Regions from separate parts of the Danio rerio genome. Here region 1 is linked to region 2. The links are chromatin contacts, called in public HiChIP or PLAC-seq maps. All regions are on one chromosome and are shown on one strand. The core of a region is the stretch at or near the end of the contact, and the rest is flanking DNA. Distances in the headings are between cores, read along the strand shown. Region 1 holds the start of thap12b (THAP domain containing 12b). Region 2 holds the start of picalmb (phosphatidylinositol binding clathrin assembly protein b).

Region 1 (2,902 bases), core at 2-2,501, 130 kb before region 2:
CTACGAGTACTGTGAACTTACTCCATTTTTAGTTAAAGTAATGTGGTATTTAATTAACTCATTGCCTTCAATACGGAGTTTAAAACTCTTTTCAAATGAGTAGAATTATCTTTCAGTAAATTTTGAGTTAACTACACTCATTTCATTTGAGAAAGTTCACTGTTGAGTTTTACAGTGTACTCATGGACGATAACCAGTTTCAAAGTTTACCGCAGTTTAGAACAGTTTAGATTTTAAAACCACAACATTTTCTATTATTATTATTCCTTTTTAACATTTTTTACTACTACTTTATGCAGGCTTTTTAGGGCAACAGTATATCCAGCATAAAAGTCCACTCCACATCAAGAGTCAGCCAATGATTCAGGAAACATCTGAAAAACAAATCACTTATACAGCAACATCCCAACATGCTATAGACCTGAACAGTGCGGTGGTTTAATGTACATTCAGAGAAAAAAAGATACACAATGTCTTTTCAGGTTGTGAGGAAATCTGTTTTTGAAACTAACGAAGAAAGCAAAAGTCAATGATTTATTTTAGTTAATAAGACTGACATGTGTACAGTTCCAACATTATGCACGTTTTCTAAAATGAAAAACATTGGGTTCAGTGTGGGAAAGGTTTTTTTTTTTGCACACATTTAAAAATATCTTTTTAAAGCAGTAACGTTAATCCCAATACTGTGAAGGTTATCATGCCGTCAGAATCTTATACCTACATTTAGTATTTACTACAGTAAATTGTGTTGTATTGTGGTAGAATTTAAGTTGTACAAATTGTGTAATTTGATTATGATTTAGATACTTTACTATAAACAATACAGCATTTTTCAAGTGGGAAAACCAAAACTGACAATATTTACTTTATTTTACTACGTAACCAAACACGCACGATCATGCACAACTTAATAGGGTAAACATCTCGAACATCTATGAAAATAGCACCCCCAATCGACATCAATACAAAGCGTTTTGATATGAAGAATATGATCATGAATAAGTCCTCATGAATAATTAATTAGATATAATGATGCTACTGAACGCCAGTGACAGTGTTATAAAGCTGTAAAAACAGTCGTAACGTTAAGTTACCTCTCTGGATCCCGTGGAAACCTGAAGAAAGCTAAATCGGATTGGGTGCTTTTCCTAGTACAGTTCGGAGCGGCACAAAAATTTGGCATTGTGTCTGATCTGATGAAGACTAAGTTTCTATTAGTTACGATGACACTAAATTAATCATTTCAGCGTTGCAAAAACTGAACTAGGCGCGTAACTATGAGGCACTAGCATTGTTGGCGTGTCTACCCACAATGCAAGTCGCTTAGATCCCACAATGCATCAGCCATACTGAAAGCGGTTGATATTTACGAATCGCTCTTTTGATTCGGATCTTTTCAGTGAATTGTGGAGCCAGATCAGTCTCATAAATAAAATTTTGTCAAATAAAAGTCATACATCCGCAACAAAATTCACATTCACAAAATCCAATTCGTAAATTCAAAACATGATTTATAAATATGAAAATCCAGTTTATTTGGTGAAAATATTAATGGTTTTTACTTTTTTACAAATTAGATTTAGTTGTGCTGGGCATGTAGTATGAATTTCATTTTGTAAATGTAACGTTATTATTTTTGTATGGAAGGTAATTCCAGCGATTTTATTCATTCATTCATTCATTTTCTTGTCAGCTTAGTACTGAGTAGCTTAGTACTGTTAATCTTGGGCCACCACAGCAGAATGAACCACCTACTTATCCAGCATATGTTTTACACAGTGGATGCCCTTAACAATTATAAAACTGTTCGCAAAATATCTGTCAAATGAAAATTGAAATTATTAAATTTTAATTTTCACTGTGTGACAACACCATGTCCTTGTAAAATTGATAAATAAAAAGAAGTTGCCGGTTTAACATTTCATTTTCACTGCATTTCCACGCCAAGACTGATTAAATAATTTAAGTTCATTTTCAATTTCGGCAGATATTTTGTGAACAATGTTTTTTAATGAAGGTGTTAATCTGGTTTTATTTGGATTTTCAATGTTTATTTATTTGGCGACGTCACACCTCACAGCAAGACGGTTGCTGGTTTGAGCCTCGGCTGGGTCAGTTGGCATGTGGGGAGTTAGCATGTTCTCCTTGTGTTCACGTGGGTTTCCTCTGGGTGCGGTTTCCCCCACAAGTTCAAAGACATGCAGTACAGGTGGATTGGGTAAGCTAAAATTGTCCAAAGTGTATGTGTGTGAATGAGAGTGTGTGAGTGTTTCCCAGTGATGGGTTGCAGCTGGAAGGGCATCCGCTGCATAAAACATGCTGAATAAGTTGGCGGTTCATTCCGCTGTGGTGACCCTGGATTAAAGGGACAACAACACAGAAACACACAAGAAACACCAACTAAGTAGAGAGTCGAACCAGCGACCTTCTTGCTGTGGGCAACAACACTACCTACTGCGCCACTGCTTGGTAGTTGAAAATGTAAAGTTTATAATACAAATACAAGCAGCCTGAAGCAGGCCTGTAGCCAGGGGGGTTCTGGTGGTTCCGAAAATCCACCCCACCCCTCACTGACAAACGTCCAGAATTTGTCTAATTTTTGTCCTTCCAGCTGCAACCCATCTCTGGGAAACATCCATACACTCATACACTGCAAACAATTTAGCTTACCTAATTCACCTATACCACATGTGTTTGGACTTGAGGAGAAACAGGAGCACCTGGAGGAAACCCACGCCAACACGGGGAAAACGTTCAAACTCCACACAGAAATGTCAACTGACCCAGCCGGGGCTCGAACCAGCGACCTTATTGCTGTGAGACAATCGTGCTATGAGGCAAACCATGCTGCCTTAAATGACAATAGACTTGTGTTTAATTGAAAACTGATTCATTTTTTTTT
Region 2 (3,299 bases), core at 127-2,626:
TATTAAAGAAACTTATGGATAGAAAGAAAACAAAAAGCCATTATAATTTACGTGCTCATAAATAAATCGCTGTGGTCTTGACCGTGTTATTCTGAAGTGCGGTTGGCTTGACCGCAGTTAAAATAAGTATTATTTGCTCAATAACCCTGCTAAAAACTAAAGAAAACATGACATTCCAACAAACAGCCATACAGTTACCATGTTTTCTATTTTAAACTATAATAAGCTATAGCTTAAAACTATAGACTAAAGTGGGCTGTGCTGCTCCCACCCTCAATAACCCTGGCAACAGGACCCACTATATTGGCCTCCTGTGTTTCTCTGAGGGTCCTCAGAGCCCCGGGTAGCACCCTGTCAAAGCGTGCATGGGCCTCAGGAAGTGCACGAGCTAACCGTTTGCCAGTCCATGCCAGACACCTGGATGTTGCTCGATTTTACAAACATGTAAAATAAGTGCCCAAGCAAATGTCCAAAATCTTCATACTCATTCACCGAAAGACTGTTTAGACTGAATGTTACTGATGAGATGATGGATGTTTCTTGTATAAATGCACTACAGAATGTTACGTTTACACACATGCTTCAGTCATTCATCATACTCAATACTCACTACTTTTGAAAGGGTTCATTTGTTCTCATACTTTGAGTAATACTTACAACAGATACTTTAACTGTACTTGTACTACATTTTTGAGCAAATATTAGTAGGCTACTTTTACTTGGGTATAATTTTTCAGTACTCTTTCCACCCCTGATTAATAATAATTCAACATTTAGCCGTAATTCATTATTAAAATCAAAATTCATGCTAGTTAATGCACTGTGCGAAGAGATTATGAACAACTGTGTTCTCATTAACTAAAATTAACAAAGATGGAAAACATATTGCAAGATATATTGTTGATTGTTTTTTCATGTTATATGAAATACAGTAACTAACCCCAACCAATGCAACCTTAATGTAAAGTGTTATCCTGAAAAAAATAAAAATGAATAAATAAACAAAAAGCATGTGTGTAAATGACCATGCAGAAGACTATTCTCACGTGAGTAAAGAATCAGCAACGTGTTGCATTTTATTGCTATTTAGCTAACAAAGCATTTTATTATTGTAAAAGGTTAACAGTAAATAGGCGATCTAATGTGTTAAAAATATAAATCTTAAAGTAAACTACAAACGTATATTACTATAGTAATAGACTCCAGACTGTCCCTTTATTTCGAACGGCCTGTGCTAATGTTGGAGGCGTCAGCGTCTGATCCAGGATCAGCAGGAGCAGCAGTAGCAGCATCAGCGGCTAGTGTCCTGTCCTATATTCTCCAGCAGTAGCTCTCATGGAAGAGCGCAGGCCCGCCATTTCCCTGAATGCCGTCGCTGCTCCTCAATCCTGCGGGCTCACGCAAATAAGACAGACGGCGTCCGAACGGCGGGATTAGTGTCGGGACACGAGAGATGAGTCACGAGCATTTACAACCCCGTGAAAATGTAAGAATCCGGCAGGAGAAATCGGCTAACATCATTCGTGGATCCATCATCGTCTCGCGCAGCGGATAACCGTGTGTTCTGGGCTGCTCCTCTGCCTCCTGTCGCCCGCACGAGCTTTGTCTCGGTCTCGCTCGACCTGAAGCCGTGAACACTCTTTACTTGCAGCGTGAATTTCAACATTCGTCCATATTATTTGATTGTCGTTGGCTGGAAAGCGTTGAAGATGTCCGGGCAGAGCATTACGGACAGGATAACCGCTGCTCAGCACAGCGTTACCGGATCAGCCGTTTCCAAAACTGTGTGCAAGGCGACAACGCACGAAATCATGGGCCCGAAAAAGAAACACTTGGATTGTGAGTATTGTGCGGTTTGGTGTGGATTTGCGATGACGGACGGGTGTACAGTCGGTGCTGTGATTGTTATGGCTACCGTTTGAGGCTATTCTACAATAGGCAGGCCCGGGTTGTGCTAAGCTAACGTTAATGTGCTCTTAACAATAATATTGGGAATACAGAGCATTTATGACGAGCTGACATGCTGTACTCAATCTACTGTTAAACGATAGGTGTTTGTTTAGAAGCAGGACAAATAACAGTGGATTGTCATTCAGACTAATCTCATAATGCTTTTTTATTGCTCAGATATATTTTAATATAGATTATGACCTCACGTAGACCGTGGTTAAATGTTAATTCTCTGTTATTCTCAATAGGTACAATTCAATCACTGTTATGTTTTGGTCATGCTGTTGTTGAGCTTAAGCAGGCTGTTTTGGTTGCACACAAGTTGATTTGGATGTGATTCTCGTGTCCATTTGGCGAGCTTTGCAGGTGATGTCAGTTGAATGCTGTGCACCTTCTTTAAGAAGTGCTGGTTTGCTGCCAGTCTAGTAAGTCTGTGCTTGAGAATAGATCTCTATTTACGTCTGTCTCTCAGCCAGGCCCCATCATTCTTTCATTATGTTCTTAAAGTGTTATAAGGCGAGCTATGACACGTTGGAAATACTGTGGTAAGGATTTTTAATGAGGAAACATGAAACCTGAAAATTGTCAGCACTGCCTGAACGCCAGTTATTTGCAACATGAACAGATTTTGTGCTTTTAGTTTTTTCATTATTATACAGTAATAACCATACAGCTGGCCAGAATCTGCTGTTTATTAGAAATGTCTTAATTTTCTGCCTTGTTCTGGGAGACTGAATATATAAATATCTATACTTTTCATCAGCATTTGTAATAAAGTCTATGTAAGGCAAAACAACATTTTCAGTGGGATAGTTTACCCTAAAATGAAATGTCATCACTACTCACCCTCATGTTGGCCCACATATTATTTCTTTTGTGGTACACAAAGGGAAGATTGGAGTAACTGTAGTTCAGTGTTTCTCAACCACATTCCTATCTCCTTGACCAAAAGTACCTGATTCAGATCATTATCTTATTAGTAGAGACTGAAAGACCTGAAATGGGTGTGACAGACAAAGGTGACATCCAAAGCATGTAGTGCTGGTGGTCCTCAAAAGAATGTGGTTGAGAAACACTGGTGTATTTAACTAAAATCAAAATGTAATTTTCCATAACAGAAAGGGGTTTCTGTCTTGAAGCTTCGTTAAAAGGTATTTTTATTATTAATAAATCACTGTTTTCTAATTAAAGCTTAAAAAGATAAATTAAATTGGAAAGGCATTGGATTAAATTTTGCATCATGTACATTAAAAATAATATTTGTTTACTAATATCTAAAATAGATCTGCACAATATATTATTTCAGCATTAATATTGCAATGTGTGCATCTGTAATAGTCACATCGCTA

Evidence for each region. HiChIP or PLAC-seq counts read pairs in DNA pulled down with a chosen protein or histone mark.
Region 1: an H3K4me3 HiChIP or PLAC-seq map of gastrula embryo shows a contact between it and region 2, with 2.3 times the contacts expected there. The contact joins the promoter of thap12b here to the promoter of picalmb in region 2. A contact is called at or near these places in 2 of 4 datasets of contacts at active chromatin or transcription factors (embryo and gastrula embryo).

What each region holds. Positions count from the first base shown.
Region 1 is chr15:22,354,158-22,357,059 of GRCz12tu, reverse strand. It overlaps thap12b (THAP domain containing 12b), which reads right to left and starts at 1,251. Exons shown (of 5, transcript NM_001002680.1): 1 at 1,095-1,251. The coding sequence starts at 1,183.
Region 2 is chr15:22,225,898-22,229,196 of GRCz12tu, reverse strand. picalmb (phosphatidylinositol binding clathrin assembly protein b) reads left to right here and starts at 1,376. Exons shown (of 19, transcript NM_001003741.1): 1 at 1,376-1,839. The coding sequence starts at 1,710. The region is part of intron 2 of zpld1b (zona pellucida-like domain containing 1b); the gene reads right to left.